Regions from separate parts of the Gossypium hirsutum genome. Here region 1 is linked to region 2. A link is a contact called in public Hi-C data. All regions are on one chromosome and are shown on one strand. The core of a region is the stretch at or near the end of the contact, and the rest is flanking DNA. Distances in the headings are between cores, read along the strand shown. Region 1 holds the start of LOC107895432 (probable leucine-rich repeat receptor-like protein kinase At1g35710). Region 2 has its middle 19 kb from the start of LOC107896377.

The links. Hi-C and Micro-C count contacts between places; a contact is called where the count stands out from the background.
Region 1: a Hi-C map of leaf shows a contact between it and region 2, with 1.8 times the contacts expected there. The contact joins the promoter of LOC107895432 here to the enhancer-like site in region 2. A contact is called at or near these places in 3 of 34 Hi-C or Micro-C datasets (all in leaf).

Annotation. Positions count from the first base shown.
Region 1 is chrA10:106,827,384-106,833,922 of Gossypium_hirsutum_v2.1, reverse strand. LOC107895432 (probable leucine-rich repeat receptor-like protein kinase At1g35710) reads right to left here and starts at 2,709. Exons shown (of 1, transcript XM_016820715.1): 1 at 916-2,709. The coding sequence starts at 2,709. The coding sequence ends at 916.
Region 2 is chrA10:106,596,586-106,603,082 of Gossypium_hirsutum_v2.1, reverse strand. No RefSeq gene overlaps it. Among protein-coding and RNA genes, the nearest start is that of LOC107896377, 19 kb to the right of the region's middle. Within about 2 kb of position 2,447, at least 5 of the 9 cell types and tissues checked have an H3K27ac peak or open chromatin away from gene starts, as enhancers often do. A contact at or near this core is called in leaf, where this site is marked.

The DNA of each region.
Region 1 (6,539 bases), core at 1,460-3,959, 230 kb before region 2:
TGGGCCTTCTCTTGTTGGCATGGTTTGGATCCTTTCTTCATTAGAACCGAGTAAATGGTCGTTCAGATTAAGTTGAATTTGTATAATAATTTTTACAGTTTTATTCTTATTTTTTTAGTAATTTTATATTTTTATAATTTCAAAAATAACAATATAATTTTTTTTAAATGTATTTTATAATTTTTTTAAAATTTTTGTATATTTTTAGAAATTTTCCTGAATGTTGGTATTTTTTATTTCAAGTGTACAATGAATTTAGATAAATGATTATCTTTATACAATTGAATTTGGATAATAGTTTGTCCAGATTCATTCCAAATGTATGTTTCTCTAATAATTTTATATTTTTCTAATTGAAAAGAATAGTATTTTTTTTTAAAATAAATAAGTTGCATATTTAAAATATAATTCTGGATTCATTGTGCACTTGAAATAAAAAAATTCCTAAAATTCAAGAGAAATTCTAAAAATAAAAAAAATTATAAAAAAGAGTTTATTTTTAAATATATATTTTACTTTTCAAATTATAAAAAAATATAAATTACTAAAAATTTTAAAATGAATCTAGACAAACTGTTGTCCACATTTAAATGATTCTAGACAACCATTTGTCCAGGTTCATTATGCATGTAAAATAAAAAAAATTCTTATTTCTTTTAAATTTTGAAATAAATATTTTTTTGTTAATTTTAGGACACATGGTAACATTCTATTGGTTGTCAACCCAAAATCAAGTAGTATTAGTTAGGCATCAAAATATCAAACTTATGATTTCTGAGTTTAGATATTAGCTATGTCCAAAAAAAAATTTAAATACTAAATAAATACAAATTATCAAAGTTCAGATAACTCCGTATATATTTATCCAAAAAAGTTAACAAAAGCTTTAATTTTCTTTTTAAATAAACAGATTGTTTATCCAAGATCATCAGGAATAGGCCCTCTTAAATTGTTTGAAGCCAAGTTAAGTTGTTCTAGATTTGATAGAAGTCCAATCTCTGATGGAATTTTGCCTGAAAATTGGTTACCACTTAGCAAAAGACGGGTCATCATTTTCAATGCTCCCAGTTCCATGGGAATCTCATCGACTAGATGATTGGAAGAAAGATCAAGTTCTTGTAGCTGGGTTGCATGTCCCAATTCGAATGGAATCTTTCCAGAAATGTTATTGTTGGAGAGACGTAGGCTTGTTAGATTATGACATTTCCCCCAATTTGGAGAAAGTTCGCCATAAAAATTGTTATCGCTTAACGAAGCATAATTCAAATGTGGATATATACCAAAAACTTCTGATATATTTCCAGTCAAACGGTTTCCATCCACCCTAACTCTGATTAAGCTTTTGCAGTTTCTCAAACTTGATGGGATAGGACCTGACAAATTGTTGTTGATCACTGCAAGTCGAGTGAGTACTCCACCGAGGCATAAATTTTCTGGTAATGTACCAGTGAGATGGTTGTTTGATAATTGGAGATTAGTAAGATTATTGTATATTGGAGGAATGGGGCCTGACAAACTATTTTCACCAAGGAAAACTTCTGATAAGCTGCTCAAGTTTCCTATGGAAGTAGGGATTTGTCCAGAGAATGTGTTATTAGACAGATCCAATTGACTGAGAGATTTAAGCATCCCTACCTCTTTAGGTATCAATCCAAAAAACATATTCTGAGAAAGGCTAAGAGTAGTTAAGTTGGTCAAGTTTCCTATGGAAGTAGGGATTGGACTAGAGATTGAGTTATCAGCCAAAAGCAAAAAGTTGAGAGATTTAAGCATTCCTATCTCGCGAGGTATTGAACCAGAAATGGCATTTGTATCAAGCATGACACTAAATAACTTGGTCAAGTTTCCTATGGAATTAGGGATGACGCCACCGAGATTATTTTTCGAGAACTGGATCATGAAAAGTGATTTAAGCCCTCCAATTTCATTGGGAATAGAACCAGAAAGATGATTTCCATACAAGAAAAGATACACCAAGTTACTTAAGTTTCCTATAGATGCCGGTATAGGACCAGTTAAGCTGTTTCCTGACAAGTCCAACATATAAAGTGACCTCAACGTTCCAACTTGTTTAGGTATAAAACCATTGAGTCGGTTGCTGTTAAGGTCAAGCCTGTATAAATTATGCAATCTTCCTATAGAGGCAGGGATTGGACCACTTAGATAGTTACCATAGAAATAGATATTAGAAATTGTACTCAGATTTCCTATTTCTTGTGGAATGGGACCACTAATCTTATTTGCTATTAAGGAGATCAATTGAAGACTTCTCAACAAGCAAATTTCAGATGGGATATGTCCTGAGAAGTTATTGTATGACAAGTCAAGGAAGATGAGTTTGGAAAGGTTTCCAATGTGCGAAGGAATGGGCCCATACAATGAGTTGTTTCGAAGGTGAAGCCTAATCAAGTTAGGCAAGGAAAGGAAATTGAGATGGTGAAGTGTACCTCTCAATCTCAAATCATACTCTGCAAGGCTTAGATTGGTGACGCTTCCGGCATTGTTGCAAGTGATTCCAACCCAATTGCAATGGCTACTTCCGACCCACAAAGAAGAGAGAAAAGTTTGTGTGGTGTTGTCGAGGCTAGCTTTCCATTTTAAAAGAGTTTCAGCTTCCATGGAAGTTATGGAGGATGACGAAGAGAAAGCATGGAAAAATACAAAGATGAGGAAGAAGATGAGTTTGAATGGTACTAAGAAAGAAGCCATGGTATTGATAGTTGAAATTAAGGAGCTTGTGTGGTTAATTGTAATAAAAGGCTTTGGTTATTTATAACAGAAGATTGGTGCTGTTTCAATCACCATGAAGCTTCGACATCAAGTGGAAAAAATTGCAAGTTGTAGATATGACATGAAGGGATCTTTCACAATCTGTATTAATTATATTGTTCAAGACCTGCTGTTTGGACAGACTTAAGTCAAGCCTGTGCCTTACAAATTCTACCGTCGGGGATAGGCGATAAAGTCAATTTACTGGAGTTCCAATAATACAATTACTTGATTACCTAATAAAAATAAATTTGATTTTTTTTATGTTTATTTTCAATTTAATTATATTTTAAATTTTAATTAAATATGTTTTTTTAAAGGGAAAGTGCTTTTTTATTGATTTTAAGCTTACATTTATTTGTTTAATCAAAAAATAAATTTCATTTTTTATATTTTAAATTTAAATTTGAATTGAAATTTTTTATTATCAATTAAAAATGGAGTAAATTATCCTTATAGCCACTTTAAAATTAGGTCATTCCTATTTCGATCATCCAAAAAACTTTTTTTTTTGTTAATTTGGTCACTGCTAAAGAAATCAATCAAACTGATTACTCAAACATTAAGTCCATCTTTTTTTTTTCTTTCTTTCTATTGGGCTGAAACCCGAATTAAGCAACAAACAAGAATGAATGGAGAAAATTGGATGTAAATATTTATGTAGAAAAACTCGTCTAGAGAGAATAAAAAAACCACAGGTAAAGAAAACTTCACTAAAATGGCAAATAACCGAAGAAGAATAAAAGATGGAGGAAAAACAAAACAAGCCCTTAAATCCTAAAAAATACAAAGCTCACTAACTAAAAAACAAAATTCTTCTTACTTTCATTTGCTGAGTTGTTGAATCAATCTCTCCAGAGTTGCTAAAAGCTCTATTTATAGGTTGAAATTCGTGGGCTAATATGATTAAAATATTCCTAGAGTTATTAAAGTTCAACCTAGAAAAAATAGCAGAGTTTAACAAGGAGAAGAAACCCAATTTAGTAGGAAATATGTTGTTATGTCGTGACGTCATTTATCGGCTCGTTGAGACTTCACATGTCACATCATCGGGACGTCGGCTCTTCCTTATCATGGTGTCGACTCTATTTCGCCCAAGATGCGAGATACATTCCATACTTTCCTTATTCTTTTATCTTTTTCCTTATTTTTGCTATATCCTCTCCTTTTCTTCATCTTTTCCCTTTTCTAACCTAAAAATCCTAACAGTTGCCTCCCTTAATGATGTCATTGTTGCTCCTGCCAAGCATGAAAATTCTAAAATTTTGAGAGTGACCTCACAACTTTTGAGCTTTCTTTTTTAAATCTAAACCTATAGATCTAAAGAGGAGGCTTTGGGCTTCACTTTGGTGGTTTTGAATCGGCAATTTAGCGTCAGAGAAGACATCAAATGACAATAGTAAGAAGCGGTGATTGTGGGTAAGGATAAGAAAAACAAGAAAAATAGGGAAATAAAATAAGCGTCCTTTAAAGTTGTCCATTGACATGACAATGCTCAATAGCAGTGGTTTGATAGAGGAAGCGGGAGCTAAGGTTAGTAAGTTAGAAAGGAGAAGATGGAAAAAATAAGAAAGAAAGGAAAAAAAAAGAAAAATCAAAGAAATAAGAAATATAAAAGGAAATGAGAGCATTCCATTCAATTTAACATTAAAGTGATTAATTTAGTTAATTTTTTTTTTAAAATGACCAAATAACTTACCTTAAAATAATAAACATTCATATCTTTAAGAGAATATGACTGTTATCTTCCTTTAATAGATGCTAAATGCATCAATGTTTAAATATTACAAATGATTGCTCAACATTAGACTTGTAAGAGAGTAAAGCTTAATATCACGGATTAGAATTTTAGTCTCGCAATCCATATAGTCTTAACTGATTTTTTTTTGTTTCAAACACGTTTAAGTTAATCTAACCATCAAACAATTCATAAGTTATAGAAATTTGTTATAAGTGTTACTATAACTACAAACACAACAAGCTCCTTAAACATACAACAAAACCCCATCACCCCTCTTTGGACTTATGTAAATCTAGAAAAACTTATAGGAATATTGATAAATTTATTTAAAATTTATATGTTCAAAATTTTTTTTTACAAATTAAGTTATTCTGAAGCTTCTAGGTCATGTGGAATAAAATGCAACTCGTGCCATTATGAATCCACCATTCTTCACGGCATGAGGGTTATTAGAGAGTAAGGGTAGTCTGGCCCAACAACTTATGTCTCCTTTCCCCAACAAACACGCCTTTCATTCTACTACCAATTTTTATTACTTATATGTTTTGATAAAAGTATTATAGAGACCCTTTATAAAGACGTAAATTGCATTTTGGCTCTATGCCATTATGAATCCACCATTCTTCATGGCATGATGGTTGTTAGAGAGTAAAGGGTAATGTGGTCCAACACCTTATGTCTCATTTCCCCACAATCATGCCTTTCATTGTACTACCAATTTTTATTACTTATGTTTGTGGTAAAAATACTATGGAGGTTCCTTGTTAGGAGGCAAATTGTATTTTATTTTTTCTACTAAAAAACTGAGTAAATTAAATCCAGTATATTAGATTAAAAAGTAAATTAGTCCTTTCTATTCAAAATTTCATCCACTTGTACTATTAAAAGTTGACGTGATTGACAAAATAACTAGACAATGGCATGTGACGTGCCAAATGTATATCATGTTGACGTACATGGACAAATTTTTAATAGAAAAATGGATGAAATTTTTAACAAAAACACTAGTTTGCTCTTTGATCTAATTTATAGGGACTAATTTGCCCATTGTTCGAATAAAAGAAGTCAAATGTAATCTAACTCCTAGTATAGAGGCCTTTATGATATTTTTACCATCATTTTCCAATCGACTATATGAATAATTATTAAGTTCTATTTTTTTAAAGAAATAGTAATTATATTTTCATAATAAAAGTCTATAGGAGGAGAGATATATCAAGACCACTAAATTAGTAATACCAAAAAATCATTAAAGATGCACCATAGTAATCAACCGCTAAAAGAAACAACCAAAAAAACACTCAAAGCTAAAATTACTAATACTACCGATCCTTTCAGATAAAACAGAGTGAACTATTGTCACCGCCACCACTATTGGAGAACTCCAAATAAAATTTATTTATAGACATATTTTCGCCTGTTGGGATTGACTCAATTAAGCAACAAGTAAAAAAATAGAGGAATAAATTAAGAAATTGAACACACAAATTTAACATGGAAAAACCCTTCCAAAGAGGATAAAAAACCACGGGCAAATATAATTTTACTATAATGGCAAAAGAACGAAAAGTACAAAAGATGGAAATAAAAACTAAACCCCGAAAACCCGAAAACCAAGAACCCTCAAAACGTAAACACAAAATTCTCTAAATATGTTATGAGTTCTAATCTCTAATGGGTGTATTTTCTAAGGTTGTAAAAGAATCTATTTATAGACTAAATTCTTAGGTCAAATAATAATAAAATAATCTAAACTAATTAGTATTTGATTGAAACAAATAGACAGAGTTTAACTAGAAGATTATTTCTCAAATTTGACTGAAATAGGAGTCATACTTAACAAATTTCCACCTAGACTCATATTTCCACAATGCCATCTTTGCCAAAGTCTGCCACGGGCCTATCTTGAACTATGCAGAGAATTAATTAAGTTGAATCAATGCTTAGAAACTGGAAGACTTCTAGCCTTAGCCTTGTACACTACCAAATTAAAATTAACCCGGGTCTGATTTTCATGAACACATGCCCT
Region 2 (6,497 bases), core at 1,198-3,697:
GCCTATTTCAGACTTTCATCGGCTTTGTCTCTACAATCAGATGATGAGATTGAGTTGCATGTCGCATGTTCCATATTCTAGTGCAGTGGGATCTCTCATGTATGCTATAGTTTGTACACGTCAAGATTTATCATATGCAGTCAGTGTAGTTAGCATATACATGGCGAATCACGATAAAGAACATTAGAAAGCAGTTCAGTGGATTTTAAGATACTTACGAGGTACTACTGATGTTTACTTGCAGTTTGGAAGAACTAGGGATTCAGTCATTGGGTATGTTGATGCTAAGTTTTCTGGAGACCTTGATAGAAGAAGATTTTTCACAGGTTATGTCTTTACAGTCGGAGGTTGTCCAATCAATTGGAAAGCCACTTTGCAAACTACAGTCGCTTTGTTTACCACTGAAGCTGAGCACATGGCAATTACTAAGGCTTGTAAAAAAGCCATTTGGTTGAAAGGACTCTTTAGTGCACTCAATGAAGATCTTCAAATCAGTACAATATTTTGTGACAGTCAAAGTGCTATCTTCCTTACAAAAGGTCAAATGTTTCATGAGAGAACAAAGCACATTGATGTTTGGTATCATTTTTTTCGTGATATTATTACTCGTGGTGATATTTTGTGAGCAAAATTAGTACTCATGAAAATCCTGAAGATATGATGACTAAGTCACTTCCCATAACCAAGTTTGAGCATTGCTTAGACTTGATTGTTGTTCATTGTTGAAGTTAAACCCTTAAGGGGTTTTATGGAAGAGGTGAAGGACTTGTTTGTTGAGAGTTCAGAAGAACTTGTTCATTGAGGATTCGTGTCAGGGTGGAGATTGTTAGAATTGAGTGACCCGAATCCTTATTAAAATAAAATACAGTGGTAAAATAAAATAAAAGTAAAATCCATATAGAACTACACTTCTTTTATTTTATTTTAGACTAAGGTTTTTAAACCTTATTAAACTTCATCTATTTGATATTGATTAGAATAAGGTGTTTCAATCTTACTACACCCCTTCTATTAGAATATGGTTTTACAAGCCTATAAATAGATATAACCTACTCCTCTTGTAATTATTCGAATTCGACATAGTGAATTATCTTCTCCTCTGCCCGTGGTTTTTTTCCCCGAAAGAGTTTCCACGTAAAAATCTGTGTTTTTTATTTTTGTTTCTCTTTTATTTGTGATACGTTGTCATTATCGACATTCTATTTTTCACAGTTTGAAGATTCAACGCCATTTCAATAGAAAAGTTGTAACGGCCACATGATTCATTATTACCCCTCCATTGCCTTTAAAAACTTTCCACATTCTTTTTCGATTTAATATCTTTTCTTCGTTATTCATAAAAAGAAAAAGGCTTAAATTTACATTTCGTTGGATAAACACTGCTTTATTCGGAGTAAATTATTTTCATCACTCAATTATAAAAATTTATAAAATGTCATTCAATTATTTAATTAGATAATATTGGAAGCTTTTAAAATGGCATAATAGCAACTTTAACCTTAGACATTTATACATTGTGTCAATTTAGTCTTGATTCTAAAAAATTTAACTCTCAATATTTACATAATGTGTAGTTTTTTTGTTGTGATCCTTTCATCTAAAAAGCTAAAAAAAATTATCAACTAAATTTAATTGAAAATATACAAAAAAAAACCAAAAAATTCAAGATAATAATTTTCATTTTTTTTTCATTCTTTTAAAATTAACCCTTAATGTCACAAAGAAAAGTAAAATTGTAATAAAAAACCCAAATAACACAATGTATAAATGTTGATGGTTAATTTTTTTTTAAAATCAAAATTAAATTGATATTATTTATAAACATTAAGGGTTAAAGTTATTATTATGTTAATTTTAAAACTGCCACTATGATAAAAAATAATTAAATTGTTGAATGATATTTTGTAATTTTTTTTATCATTGGATTACAAAAATAATTAGTATGTTTGATAAACATTTTCCTTTTTAAAAAGCTACAATTCACCCCGGTAACACAGCAAATTTAAGTGGTGTATTTGAATATGACAAGTCCACTCAGCTCCAACTCTTCGTGGTCGCTTTTGCTTTTGACTGATACATCGAGTTGTCAAAAAATAATTAAATTGTTGAATGATATTTTGTATTTTTTTATCATTGGATTACAAAAATACCAATAATTTCTTTTTAAAAATAAACATTTTTAATATTTAAATATTTATTATTATTGTCAAAAAATACTTTTGAGTTGTTTGATTGAGGCGTTTTATTTTAAAAGAGAAGAGCACATTAATGATTATATTTTAATAATTTGTTATATATAAATTATTAAATTGTTAATTTTTATTAATTATTAATTATTTATATATAAATTATTAAACTACTTGTACAAGCCCAATTTTGGACCCAAAACCCACTAACCCAAAACCCACTAACCCCTAAACAGAAGCCCAAACCCAACTAGCCCCAAGTTTAGGGTTTTAGAATCTGAAACCCTAAACCACTTGCCCCCACCGCCTCTGACTCCCACCGCCTCAGTCACGTCGACAGCGCAAGTGGCCTCTGCTCCACCGCCCATTTTCCTGCAAAGAAAAGACAATGTAATATAAAAAAGGATTTGTAATGGCTATTTAAGGCGGAATCAAAAAAACCATGTAACATTCGGCATTTTGGTGAAATGAAAAACAATATTAGATTCTAAATACAAAGCAAGAACAGATATCAGTAATATCAAAAGGCAAAAAACAATCAAAACAGAGAGTCAAAAATCCAACAGTCGAAAGGTGATTATCATCGTAAAATTTCTTATTATCATCGTAAAATTTCTTTCTTTTTTATTTACCTATATATACATACAGATTATAACTACATTTTAAAATAATAAAAAAACAAAATTTTTACCCCTTTTTTTCGATTTTCGACCACCGTGTACGGTGGCCGGCGCGGCGGCACCTACGGCGGGCGATGATCAATCCTTTGACCGGAGCCCTCGCCGGCATACAGACCTTCTGCAGAGAGAGGAGAGCTCTCTCTTCCCTTTTTTTTTAAGCACCTGATGCAAATGAGGTTTTTTTGGAAATTTTTAGGCTTTTATAGCCTATCAAAACAACACCGTTTTTGTGCCCAGACCAAGACCAAAAACGACGCCGTTTAGCTACCCTGACCCGAGACCCGACTCCGACCCGCTCAGGATCCGCGTGTTTTTGCTCTTAGGGGTTAATTTCGCTCGCGGTCCTTCCGTTTTTTTATGTGTTTTGCAATCAAGTTTTCGTTGCTTTTAAATTGGCCCTAGAATCTATCGCATTTTGTGATTCGATCCTCCCTTCAGTGACGCCGTTTTAAGGACATGGGAAAATTGCTATTTTGGCCCTCTGTAGTCGCACGCGTATTCGAATAGGCCCCCTTTTTATATTTCCTTTCGAATTGGCCCCAAAACTTTTTTTTTGTTTCAGATTTGGTCCCTTTTTTTTAGATTTAATTTGATTTTTTATATTATTTTTACCCTATTTTTATTTGTAGCAGTATTTGTTATTATATTAACTGTTATTATTATATTCATTAACATATTATTATTATTTTTACTATACTATTATTATTATTATATATATACATATCTTTTTATTATTATTGTTTATATACACATATTTTAAAAAGTTATTACTGTTATCATTATCACTTATATGGTTATTACTATTACTATTAATATACGCTTTATTGCATATGTACGTATATACATTTTTTATAGTTGTAGTATTATTTTAATTACTTCATTTTAATATTACTGTTATATTTACCCTTTTTGCATTTTAATTATCACTATTATCATTGTATATTAGTGTATATCTTCATGTACATATATACATATATATTTTTATATATAGTATTGTTTTTCATTACTTTAATTTAATATTTTTTTTATTATTATACTTGCTTTTTTTTTTGTATTTCTATTATTATTATGTAGTAGTATGTATCTTCACTATATACGTATATATTTATATATTATTATAATTAGTTTTTGACATTATTTTGTTAATACATTCGTAAACCATATATACATCCTTTTAATATATAATACTCCATATTATGCACGTGCATATTAATATTATATCATGTGTATCATTTTTTATCATGTTTTAGTGTATATATATTGTAAATATCATATTATTCATATATTCTATTATGTATATCTTTATAACTATTATGAACTTATTTCACATATGTATCCCGAATATATGTCTTTAATGTTATGTATACTTTTATTTCTATTATTACGTATATATTTTAATACCTTACGTATTATTATCGTTATACTACTATTATTATTATTATTATTATTATTATTATTACTTTCGTCATCATTGTCATTTTTATTTTGCCATACTTCATTTATTTTATTTTTATCTGTTTATTTATTTATTTATTTATTCATGTATTCGATCATCTCATTTACCTTATGCTTGTGTTTTATATCCTCATATTACTAGCTTTGCTCGCATCTTGTTATAATTGTTTATATCATTGTCATTAATCCTGTCGTGCTTATTATTGCGTATCAGCGCCATGATTCTGTTTTATGGTTTACAATAAGTAATATGATATTTTTTCATTCGATACCTTAAAATAATTCCTTCATAAAAATAATATTTCATATTTGGTAATTTGAGATAATCGTGCCCTAACTTACTGGGTTTCGACTTTTCTCATTTAACCTAAATAACGGAATATATTCTTTTTAAATCACAATACGAGTCTTTAAAAAATGCTTATTTTCAGAGATACGAAGTGTGGTGTCCTGACTTATCGGGTATAACATTTTGACACCTCGAAATAAGAGCTTTTGCAAATAAAGGCAATGTTCGGTGTTCGAAAATTCGAGGAAACATGCCCTAACTTACTGGGTTTCGATTTACCTCGTTCACCCGGGCTAACCGAATATCCTTCTAAAAAGAAATCAAAATGCATTAATAGGAGGCGAGCTCACTCTTAAAGTTCGAGATGTCATGTCCTAACTTACTGGGCATGATGTTTTATGAGAAAGCCTTTAACCTTCGAGTTTTTTAGAGAGGGACCGTATTTCAAAGTATTTTAAGTTTTCAATTTTCGAAACTAAGACACTAATTAATCAATTAGGTACCAATTTTTGGGCGTATCGAGGGTGCTAATCCTTCCTCGTGCGTAACCGACTCCCGAACTCATTTTCTGATTTTCGTAGACCAAAACTTATCGTTTTAGTAAATCTTAACTTTTATTAAAATGATTAATTTAAGGTGATCCGATCACACCTCATCAAAAAAGATTGGTGGCGACTCCCGTTTTAATTATCATTTTCAAACCAAAGTCGATTCCCGTTTTACCAAAAAATGGTTACGACACTACTAATTTCCTATGATATACAAAAAGGATTAATAATTTTAAGCTGTTAAACTAATTTCTATCAAATTCTTACATAATTTCTCAAGTTAAAGAATGAAACTTTAATTTAAATCACTGATTGAGAATATGCAAGAGCAGAACTTGGAGTCAAATTGTGTGCTTACATTTATTTGTTTAATAAAAAAATAAATTCTTTTTTTATGTTCTAAATTTAAATTTGAATTTGAATTGAATTTTTTTATTATTATTAAAAATGGGGTAAATTATCCTCATAGCCACTTTAAAATTAGGCCGTTCATATTTTGATCATCCAATTTTTTTTTGGTTAATGTGATCACCGTCATTAAAGAAATTCATCACTCAAAGATTAAATCCATTTTTTCCTTATTCTCTATCTCTTTTCTTATTTTTTTATCTCTTCTCCTTTTCTTCATCTTCTCCCTTCTAATCCAGAAATCCTAATCGCCGCCTCCGTTAAAGATGTCATTGTTGTTTTCACCGAACTACTATCAGCGAGCTCAAAAGTAGAAAGACATCTGAAAATCAATCCATATCACCAACAAGATTAGGAGATCGAAGCACAAAAATTTTAAAGTTTTGAGAGTGACCTTACAACTTTTGAGATTCTTTAGAAATTTAATCCTATAGATCTAAAAAGGAGGCTTTGGATCGACGGTCTAATGTCAAAGAGGACGTCGAACGACGACGGTGAGAAGTGATGTTTGTGGGTAAGAATAATAAATACTTAAATAATAATAGAACAATTCTTTTTATTTTTATATTTTTAAAAATTATATGCATTTTTTAATGGGTAAATTGCACCAACAGTCACTCAACTTTGATGCAGCTGACAAACCAATCACTCTTATTTTAATTCCATCACTCAACTTTCAAAAAATAACAAATTAGTCACTAATGTTATCAAAAAGTAACAATCAGTCACTAACGTTATCAAAAAGTAACAAATCAGTCACCCATTAATATTTTCGGTTACAGGCCTAATGGGACAGGTGACGTGGCCAATTAACTAGCTGACATGGCCAGTTAACTTGCCACGTTAGACGATGCAAAGTTTTAATTCAGCCATTCAACTTTCAAAAAATAACAAAACAGTCACTAACATTATCGAAAAGTGACAAATCAGT